2 separate regions of the Mus musculus genome follow, and region 2 is linked to region 1. The links are chromatin contacts, called in public HiChIP or PLAC-seq maps. All regions are on one chromosome and are shown on one strand. The core of a region is the stretch at or near the end of the contact, and the rest is flanking DNA. Distances in the headings are between cores, read along the strand shown.

Region 1 (4,625 bases), core at 96-2,595:
CACACACATGGTATATGGAATTACATGCAAGAAAAACCCTCACACACATAAAATAAATGTTAAGACCATTAAAACAAACATACTTAGAGTGTATCTCTCCTGGTCTCTCTAATAGGATCACCTAATTGAAAATTCAAACTTTCCTAAGTGGCTAGCATTCACACTGTCTTGCCTCTAAGGGACATGCCTTGGTGCCAGTTGTAAAAGCCTTCTCCAAAGGTCCCTGGATTGCCGCATTGGTTGGTGGTGGGTCAGGACGCATGGCTCCCAAGTCTGCATTCTTCGCCCCTCTGTTTTTTGTTACTAAAGTACATGAACCAGTGCTCACAGTCACATCCCTGGACAGCATCATTTAATAGAATGGGGTAGGATTTCTTGGCTCTATCAGAGGCAATGCTATGGGAAGAGGAAGGGCCACATCTAAACCCTTGCTTGATTTCTCGCTCCTAGAGAAAGCCGGCAGCCATCTTGGATGCACTCTGGGTTCCCTTACAAACATCCACAGTTCTATTCAAGTTGTAGAGCTCGATGCCTTAGCACTTTTCCCATTTGCCCCCCACCCCCACCCCCATGCCCATGCTCTTCTCTGCTTGCAGCTGCTGTTGGCTTGTGTTTCCAAACCGAGGAGTCTTGCTGTTGTGTCCAGACAAGCTTTGAGCTCCACATTCTGCAGCGTCCGCCTGAGTGGGTCTCCAGGGGCGAGCCACACCACAGCAGCTCCCAATCCCTTTGAATGCGGCACTCTTGCAACTGTGTTTCCCTTCCTCAGAGTCACCTCCTCCAAGCCGACCTCAACTAGCGCAAGTTCTGCTCGAAGGGAAGAGGCCTCCCCTTGCTCCCCAAAGGTCAAGGAAGAATAGCTGCGAGCTCTTCTCTCTAGTCCAGCGAGGCGGGGCCGGAGGGGGAGGGGCAAATGGGTGGCTAGGGTGGGGAAGGAAGAGGTAGAAAATATAAGAAGGAAATGACACACGGGAACATGTTTTTGAAACGATGCTTAGTGCTCTAGCAGAGCTGTCAACTCCTAGAAAGCAGGACCAGGCCTGTACTGGAGAGACAGGAAAGTGGGAAAGGACCATGTCACAGAAGGATGAAGGCTACTGCCCAACCGCAGACAGAAACAAGAAGCTACCACTCCCACTGTCTGCGTTTGTTTATAGCCTCTGCTTTTTCTTTATGACACACATATAGAAGACGTGGTGATGGAGGTAGATGAAACACACAGATACCCAGACTGAGAGAAAACATTTATTAAACTTTTAACCTTCATCCCCAGCTTATAGGAAGCAGAAACACCCAGATGTTGTTTAAGTCGGGGAGTTTCCAGCTTTGCAACTGGCAGAAGGCCAGGCACACCGTCAGCGCGTGGGAGAAAGTGGGTTCTTGAGGCTGTGTCAGAAGTTCCAAGTTTATGAGGCAGTTACAGCTGGATTTAGCTGGTATCTACAGGCTTAGGATCTAATTGTTTCTTTACAGTGCACTTTATCTCGATACAAGTGCACGCGCTAAATCGAGGGTGGTGGCTCTGTTTTCTTAATATTTTTCTGTTTTACATTTTTTTCTCCAATGCAATGATGATACTACAAGCTTCTCTTGGGCTCTACCACATCTGACAGGGCTTAGAATACTGTGGGTGTGTCCTGAGAGGCCCAGGGCATTTTACCGTGTATATTTTGAAAGACATCTTGAGCTTAGACTCTTTTTCCCATAGGAGGACACCCTGGACGACTCTTCTCTAGAAAATGTAGACACCAAAGAATACTGAGAGCTCACACAACTATTTCCAGCTGTGGGATTCTGGAAGACCCATGCTTTCTCCCAAGCCTTGATGTCTCTTTTCTTTTCCCCATCAGGTTGAGTAGAGCACTATTGCCTCCTTCCTTCTTTCCTTGGGGACCATAGCTGGAGGAAGACTCTATCCGCAGACCTTGCACGTCTTCTGAGAACAACCAAGGGAGGCCTAGGTTTCATGCCAGGAAGAACAGCCAATGACCCATGCCCCAGCTTTAGGGTAGTTACAGCATCGCCAAGTGTCAATGTCTGCTCTGCTGCCCCAAATGAAGAGCCCTACACCAGTGGCTCATGCCAGAAATTAGAGCTGAGCCCTCACAACTCTGTAGGTAGTGAGTCTAAGATCCTGATGCCAGCCTGCCGGTTTCTTTGGCAACCCCTCTGCCTGGCTTGCAAATGGCAGCTGCACCCCATTTCTCTGCACAGTCTTCCTTCTTTGATATCTTCTCCTGTAAGGGCTCCAGTCATATTGCATGAGGGTCCCTTCATGACCTTATTTTAACTCTGCTGTTTCTCTAAAGAACCTGAACATGTGGCATCGTAGAGTCAGATGTCAACAAACATGAATCAAGACAGGAATTGGTAAACCCAGAGTGACACTGTGTCAACCGCTCTCAGAAGGCTGGGATCTTTCCGTATCCTGCAGCCCCAGGCTACGGCTGATCCAGTAGTGCCCTTCTCACCTTTTTTTTTTTTTTTTTTTTTTTTTTTAACAAAACTACCCATTTCACCAGCCTTTCTGAGAGTCATAGACCAGTTGTCTCTAGGATCTCAGTCCCTGTGTGTTGGGATGTGTTCTGGAACAATCTTCTTAGAGCCTCCAGCATTGCCAAGCTGGTGCTCAATGTGCTTCTTCATCTGGAATTACCTCCCCTGGTGTCTTAGTCAGGGTTTCTATTCCTGCACAAACATCATGACCAAGAAACAAGCTGGGGAGGAAAGGGTTTATTCAGCTTACACTTCCACACTGCTGTTCATCACCAAAGGAAGTCAGGACTGGAACTCAAGCAGGTCAGGAAGCAGGAGCTGATGTAGAGGCCACGGAGGGATGTTACTTACTGGCTTGCTTCCCCTGGCTTGCTCAGCTTGTTTTCTTATAGAACCCAAGACTACCAACCCAAGGATGGCACCACCCACAAGGGGACCTCCCCCCTTGATCACTAATTGAGAAAATGTCCAACAGCTGGATCTCATGGAGGTATTCCCTCAATTGAAGCTCCTTTCTCTGAGATAACTCCAGCCTGTGTCAAGTTGACACACACCACCAGCCAGTACACCTGGTTATCCTGTGTGGGGAGCGGGTGTGGCGGCAGTCCCAAAGGCGCCAGGGACTGCAGCTAAGTCATATGACTTGCACCTGACTTCCTCATATAAGACACAAACATCTTGAGTGCTGGGCAGGTGTACCAGGATACAGGTGAATCCAGTCTGATGGAGATTTGCCCCTGCTGCCCTGATTAGCTGAAGCTGCGTGCCTGGTGAGGTGGCGTGGCCTGCTGTGCGTGGATGGGAACTGAGAGTATAAAAGAGTGAGAGGCCCAGGGTTCGGGGGAGATATAAACAGGGGAGATATAAACAGGGGAGATATAAACAGGGGAGATATATGGAGAAAGAAGAAACAGGACTGAATAAACGTGTGCAGAAGGATCCTGTAGCAGCGTCGTTCTTCCTGGCCAGTTGGGCGCGCGTAACAGTTGGTGCCGGAAACCCGGGAAGAAAAACTCGGGACGGGACGAGAAGACCTGGGACGAGAAGACCTGGGACGAGAAAACCCGGGAAAAGAAACATCTTCAGGCACGAGTGAAGACCCCCTGCTACAGGGAGGATTCAGAACTGCATAACGGGGAAGAAGTGGTTAATAAAGGTTCCCGTAAAACAGACTGTTGAGAAGGATCCGGCGTGGATTCAGAACTCTTCAGCTGGGGAACGGTACTGATGAAGAGAAAGAAGAAAGATGAAGACTGAATAAACTGCTGTTAGAAGGACTGGTGGTCGCATCGTTCTTGCTGGTCGAGAGCAGGCGTGACAATTGGTGGCCCGTACGGGGAACCGACTCCCCCACCGAGTTCAGAACTTTCAGCAGTCAGTGGTTGCCGGCAGGGTAAGTTCACGGTGAGTGAAACTTGCGACCCCAGGAGTTTAGGAAGGACCTCGATAAAATAGAGGTGAGCATAAAGTTGCCAGGAAGTAGGCACAAAGTAACCCAGGAGTTTGGGAAGGACCTCGGATAAAATAGAGGCAAGCATAAAGTTGCCAGGAAGCAGGCACAAGGTAACGAAAGGTTCCCGGCTTTGGGACAAGTTAAGGTTCCCGGTTTGGGGACAAGTTAAGGAACTATGATAACCTCAGTGTAGTGATCAATAGATCCTCGCTGTGTAGTTATGCTTTTTTCTCCCATTGACCCTTTGTGGGTAGGTCTGATAGTTTTGGTCTTGCTTGTTCTGATATATGGACTCTGTTACTGTTTGAATCAAGAGGCAGTCAAGACAGGTCAGAAAATCCTTATAGAGCAACAAGAAAGTATGTCGGAAGAGGAGAAGGGCTTAAAAAGAAAAAGGAAAAAGAAAGGAGACACAGTGTTATCAGGTGGACAGAAAGGACAAAATAAAAGAGCTGAGGCGGAGGAGGAAGGCGAATTAGCTTCTGCTCCCCCTCCCTATGCCTCCTCGTCAGCCATCTATGGGCAGACCTTCTGTCCGGAGGTCTGGAAAGAGGATAGATTCTCCTTGCTGGGATGTCCTATTTTCACTGATCAAGCTGAATTTGCATGGGATAGAGATATGCTGCTTGATCAAGGTAGATTTGCACAACAACAAACAGGATATCCACTGCAGGTG
Region 2 (4,394 bases), core at 613-3,112, 220 kb after region 1:
CATGGGAGGGTTGGCCTTCCAACAGTCTAGTCAGGGAAGTGGGTGGATCCAAGAGAACATGGATTTCTCCCTGGATGACTGCTTATAGGACAAACCATTCAATGAGGAAGGGGAGCCAGATTAACCTAGGGGCAGGCAGAGGAGACGAGACAAGGTTTCCTTCCTCCTCAGTACTTCTGGTCTACCACCTACAGGAACGGGAAATGTCAGGTCCCCGAGGAGAAGCCAGGAAGGGCCTGGCTGCCTGGCCCCACTCACATCCTGAAGCTTGGAGACACTCGTGTCTAAATTAGGTGTTAAAGGTGTGGGAGTGACCAACGCTGGCTGAAAACAAGCTAAGACCTGGAATCTGAAACAGACTCAGTAAAACTGGTTGATAGAGAGGAACCAACCACCAAAGCTTACCCACAGAAACTGCGCACTGTGAAAGCTGAGCAGACAGATTTCTTTACTCCTTCTGGAGGTCATTTGCAGGTTCTCTTGCCTCGCCCACTTAGCATGTGAACCCCTGGGTGAGTCTGAGCCCTTCCATTCTCTAATGAGTTCCTGGATGGTCATGTTTCTATCCCTCCAGCTTTGTCTCAAACATTTGCGCAAAGGGCCTCGCTGTGACTCCCAAGTCCATAGACATTTAATTAACACTGTCACCAGGGTCCAAAGCGTGCCTCACAGATGAGAGCCACGGAGGGTCACACAGAGTGAGGACTCACTGAGACAAGCCCTTGGCAAGGACAGAGATCTGCTCTTGCACACAGGACCCTGGGAAGCAATGCCACTGGCCTAAGAGAACACCAGTAAGAAGAGTTCAAAGAACCCTGGCATGTGGATATTTTAAACAGGATAACACACAAACACACACACACACACACACACACACACACACACACACACACACACACACACTTTCTGAAGAGCGGCTGGGAGATGCTCAGAATGATGAGCACCAGTCACCTTGACCCCCAGACATGGCAGGGGTGAGGGGCAGGGGGTAGAGGTAGGGGACAAGGACTTGATTGGTAATGACGACTTAGATCTGAGATTCTTCTTTCACTCTGCTTAAAGTGGGGTTCGACAGGTTAAACTGCTTCGGATGGCTGCTTCCCTGAGTCTCTGGTGTCCTTTGTCACCGGTGTGACCTCTCAGCTCCTCTGCTCATTAGGGTCCAGTTTGGATGCCAGCCAGAAAAACAGATTGCTCATCACGGGATAGCTACATAGAGGTGCACCTCCTCTCGGAGTACTTGAGGCCGATTGTCTGGCCTTCTTGCTGAGTCTCACTACCCTGTCTTTATCCAGTTCTCTCATTTCCAGCCATTCCTGAGGGATTCTTTTCTCTTGTCCCCTTAACCCTCTTTAATATTTGAAATCTCTCTAGGTTTTTCTCTTGGCTTACTCCCTTTGTTCCAGTTGCTTCCTCGGAAATCTCATCTATAGCACAACTTCAAACACCATCTATACATACATCTGTATACCTTGATGTTCAAGCCTAGCTTCTCTTCCCAGGAATGAAGCTCGCAGCTGGACCCTTACATTGCTTTATCTTAATGTCACATTGATTCCCAAGCACCCATGGGCTAGGGCCAAGCTCATTGCTCTATTCCACTCCCCTGCTTTCCTACCTCCAGCTCAGAAAACGTCATCTACCCATAGCCAACTCTTTCCCTAGGAGCTGGCCAAGCCTCATCCTCACTTTCCCTAGCACATTCCAGTTGGTAAAGTAGCTAGCAACGGAAAGAGTCTGGGGTGTGGAGGACAGGGAGGGGGGACTTCAGAACAAGTCACAGTTTCCCTTCCTCCTCAGCACACAGGGTTTACTGCCGACAGGAAATGAAAATGTCAGGTCCCGGAGGAGAAGCTGGGAAGGGCCAAGCAGAAGACTAAAACCCTTAGTAAGACTGGCACGTGCTCTGGGTCAGATGCCGCCCACCCCACTGCCTGGTGTCCAACCATTGTCCAAAGCTGCAGAGTCTTATAGTACTTTATCATGCTAAGGAGTATGCAGACAGAAGGAGACAGACACGGGCTTCTTTCCTTCATCTCTTTCATTGTGAGACTTTTGCTTACTTGTTTGTTTTTTAGGAGATAAATATCTGCTTGATAGGTGGAGGCCAATTTCTTTAACTTCTGAGAAGAGGAAGGTGCGGACAGAGAGAAAGTAAGCAGCTGTCAGGTTGGGGTGACAGCAAAGAGGGGGAACCACACAGAAGGGAGGAAGGAAAAGAGTGGAAAGTTGTGTATGGTCAGGTGATTGGCCTATCAGACACCAAGAGAAGGAAGCTGAGATGGGCAGAAGGTCAGAGACATGTTTTTAAAAACTGTGGTTTGAGACAGCTTGAGTAAAGAGACCCTGGGTGAATGGTCAAGGGTGACATGGAGATGCACCCAACCCGAGTCTCAGCAGACAGAATCAGGGAACTTGAGCTAACTCCATCTGAGAATCCCGTTTGCTTCCAAATGTTTCTCAAGTCCATATCAGGCACAAGCAAGAAACATCTGTGGCCCGTGCTAGACACCCCTTTGTCCTGTGCCTTCACCCCTAGATCTTCCCTCCTGCTTCGTTTCTGCTTGGTTCAGTCACGGTCTTGGTTCACGGAGGACGTGATCATCTTCCAGACCCACCGGGTAACATACACCTGCCTGCCCTGCTATATAGTTAGTGGTCCCACGGTCCATGGTATAGGCAAGTCTTACAACCATGGAATCCTAAGTCCTGTGTGGTTTTATGTCAAGTTGATACCAGATCAAGTCATTTTGGAAGCTAGAACCCTCAATTAAGGAAATGCCCCCACTAGATGGGTCTGTGGTTTATTTCTCAATTACTGATTGGTGGGGAGATGGGGACAGTCTACTATGGGTGGTGGCACCCCCAGGCAGGTGGTCCTGGGATACATATAAAAGCAAGCTGAGCAAGCCAGGTGAAACAAGCCAATAAGCAGCACTTCTCCATGATCTCTGTTTTAGCTCCTGCCTCCGAGTTCCTGCTTTGAGTTCCCACCCTGACTTCCCTCAGTGATAAGACTGGGGTGTTGAAGTGTAAGCAAGAGGAACCCTTTCCTCCACAAGTTGCTTATGGTCATGTTTTATAACAGCAATAGAAACCTAACCTCTAACATCTTCCTTTCATGTCTATTTAGAAACATAAAGTGTATGCCGCTCTTTGTGTGGGTTAGGACCACCCAGAGAGAGAAAGGCTGGAGTGGAGAGCAGCCTGGCGGTAGAGCCCTTGCCTCGAGGGCCTGGCCATTTGAGTTCAGTCCCCAGCACCACCGCCAAAAAAGAAAACAAGGTGAAATTAAAAAGTACAAATGTGAGTCGGAGAGGTGGCTCAGCAGTTATGAGCACAGAGATCTGACAGAGGGCCTGGCCTCTGTTTCTAGTACCCATGTGGTGTGACTCACAACTGGCTGTAACTTTAGCTCCAGGGAGCTCATAAGGGCCTCCATGAACCTCCACACTCCTGTGCTCACAATCAGCACACACACACACACACACACACACACACACTTTCACTTTTAAAATTTTGACTGTATATAGTTGGTCACAGCTAGAATCCCAATACACTAGAGGTGAAGGTAAAAGGTCAGAGGATCAAATCCATCCTCGGCTACATAGCAAGTTCCTGCAAGCTCAGGCTACATGAGATTCTGACTCAAAAATAAAGACTAAAAACAACTACAAAAATAAATGACTAATTTTTTTTCTCAATTTTTAATACCTAATTCTTTACCTGTGGGGGATGGGACATGTGTCACAGAGCATGGTGGTCAGAGGACAACCTGTGGGAGTTGTCTTTCCTTACATCATGTGGGTTCCGGGAACAGAGCTCAGGTTGCCAGGTTTGGGGACAAGAGTTTTTCTTGCTGAGCCATCTTGCAGACCCAGACAGTCATCAGGAGGTTATTTCAAATATGGGGCATGGGAAACTATGAAGATTATAAGTGCCATTTACCGCAGGGGTTGGCAACACAGCCCTCATGGGTGATATCTGTTCTGGTGCCTGTTTCATAAAAAGCAGTTTTATTGGGTAACGCAGTCAGACTGGCTTGTTTACACGTGGACCATGGCTGTTTCAACACTAGAACTGCAGAAGACAGTGTGTGCAGCAGACAGGATGGCCTCACAACCCTAAAATATTTACTAGCTGGCACTGGGGAAGTCCCCATATAGTGGCACCAACTAGCGAATGGTTTCCAAGCCTCATGCAGCTGTCAAATACTTAAACATGGATGGGTATGCCTGTATACGTTACAGACAGATGGCCAGATGACATCCCCTAAAATAATCGAGTTTATATCCCTACAATGGAGCCTCTTTCATTGATAACAGAAATATTATCCAGGGGCTTTTCAAAAATTTCCCCCTACTGTATAATTTAACAGGGTTTTGGTTTTTTTG

Evidence for each region. HiChIP or PLAC-seq counts read pairs in DNA pulled down with a chosen protein or histone mark.
Region 2: a contact with region 1 is called in an H3K27ac HiChIP or PLAC-seq map of microglia, with 6 times the contacts expected there. The contact joins two enhancer-like sites. A contact is called at or near these places in 1 of 15 datasets of contacts at CTCF or cohesin (the NIH/3T3 cell line), 1 of 484 Hi-C or Micro-C datasets (bone marrow-derived macrophages) and 2 of 115 datasets of contacts at active chromatin or transcription factors (bone marrow-derived macrophages and microglia).

What each region holds. Positions count from the first base shown.
Region 1 is chr6:145,991,841-145,996,465 of GRCm38.p6, forward strand. The region is part of intron 2 of Gm32838 (a long non-coding RNA gene); the gene reads left to right. Among named protein-coding and RNA genes, the nearest start is that of Gm38928, 17 kb to the left of the region's middle. Within about 2 kb of position 1,346, at least 43 of the 459 cell types and tissues checked have an H3K27ac peak or open chromatin away from gene starts, as enhancers often do. A contact at or near this core is called in microglia, where this site is marked.
Region 2 is chr6:146,207,344-146,211,737 of GRCm38.p6, forward strand. The region is part of intron 45 of Itpr2 (inositol 1,4,5-triphosphate receptor 2); the gene reads right to left. Among named protein-coding and RNA genes, the nearest start is that of Gm35596, 10 kb to the right of the region's middle. Within about 2 kb of position 1,863, at least 38 of the 459 cell types and tissues checked have an H3K27ac peak or open chromatin away from gene starts, as enhancers often do. A contact at or near this core is called in microglia, where this site is marked.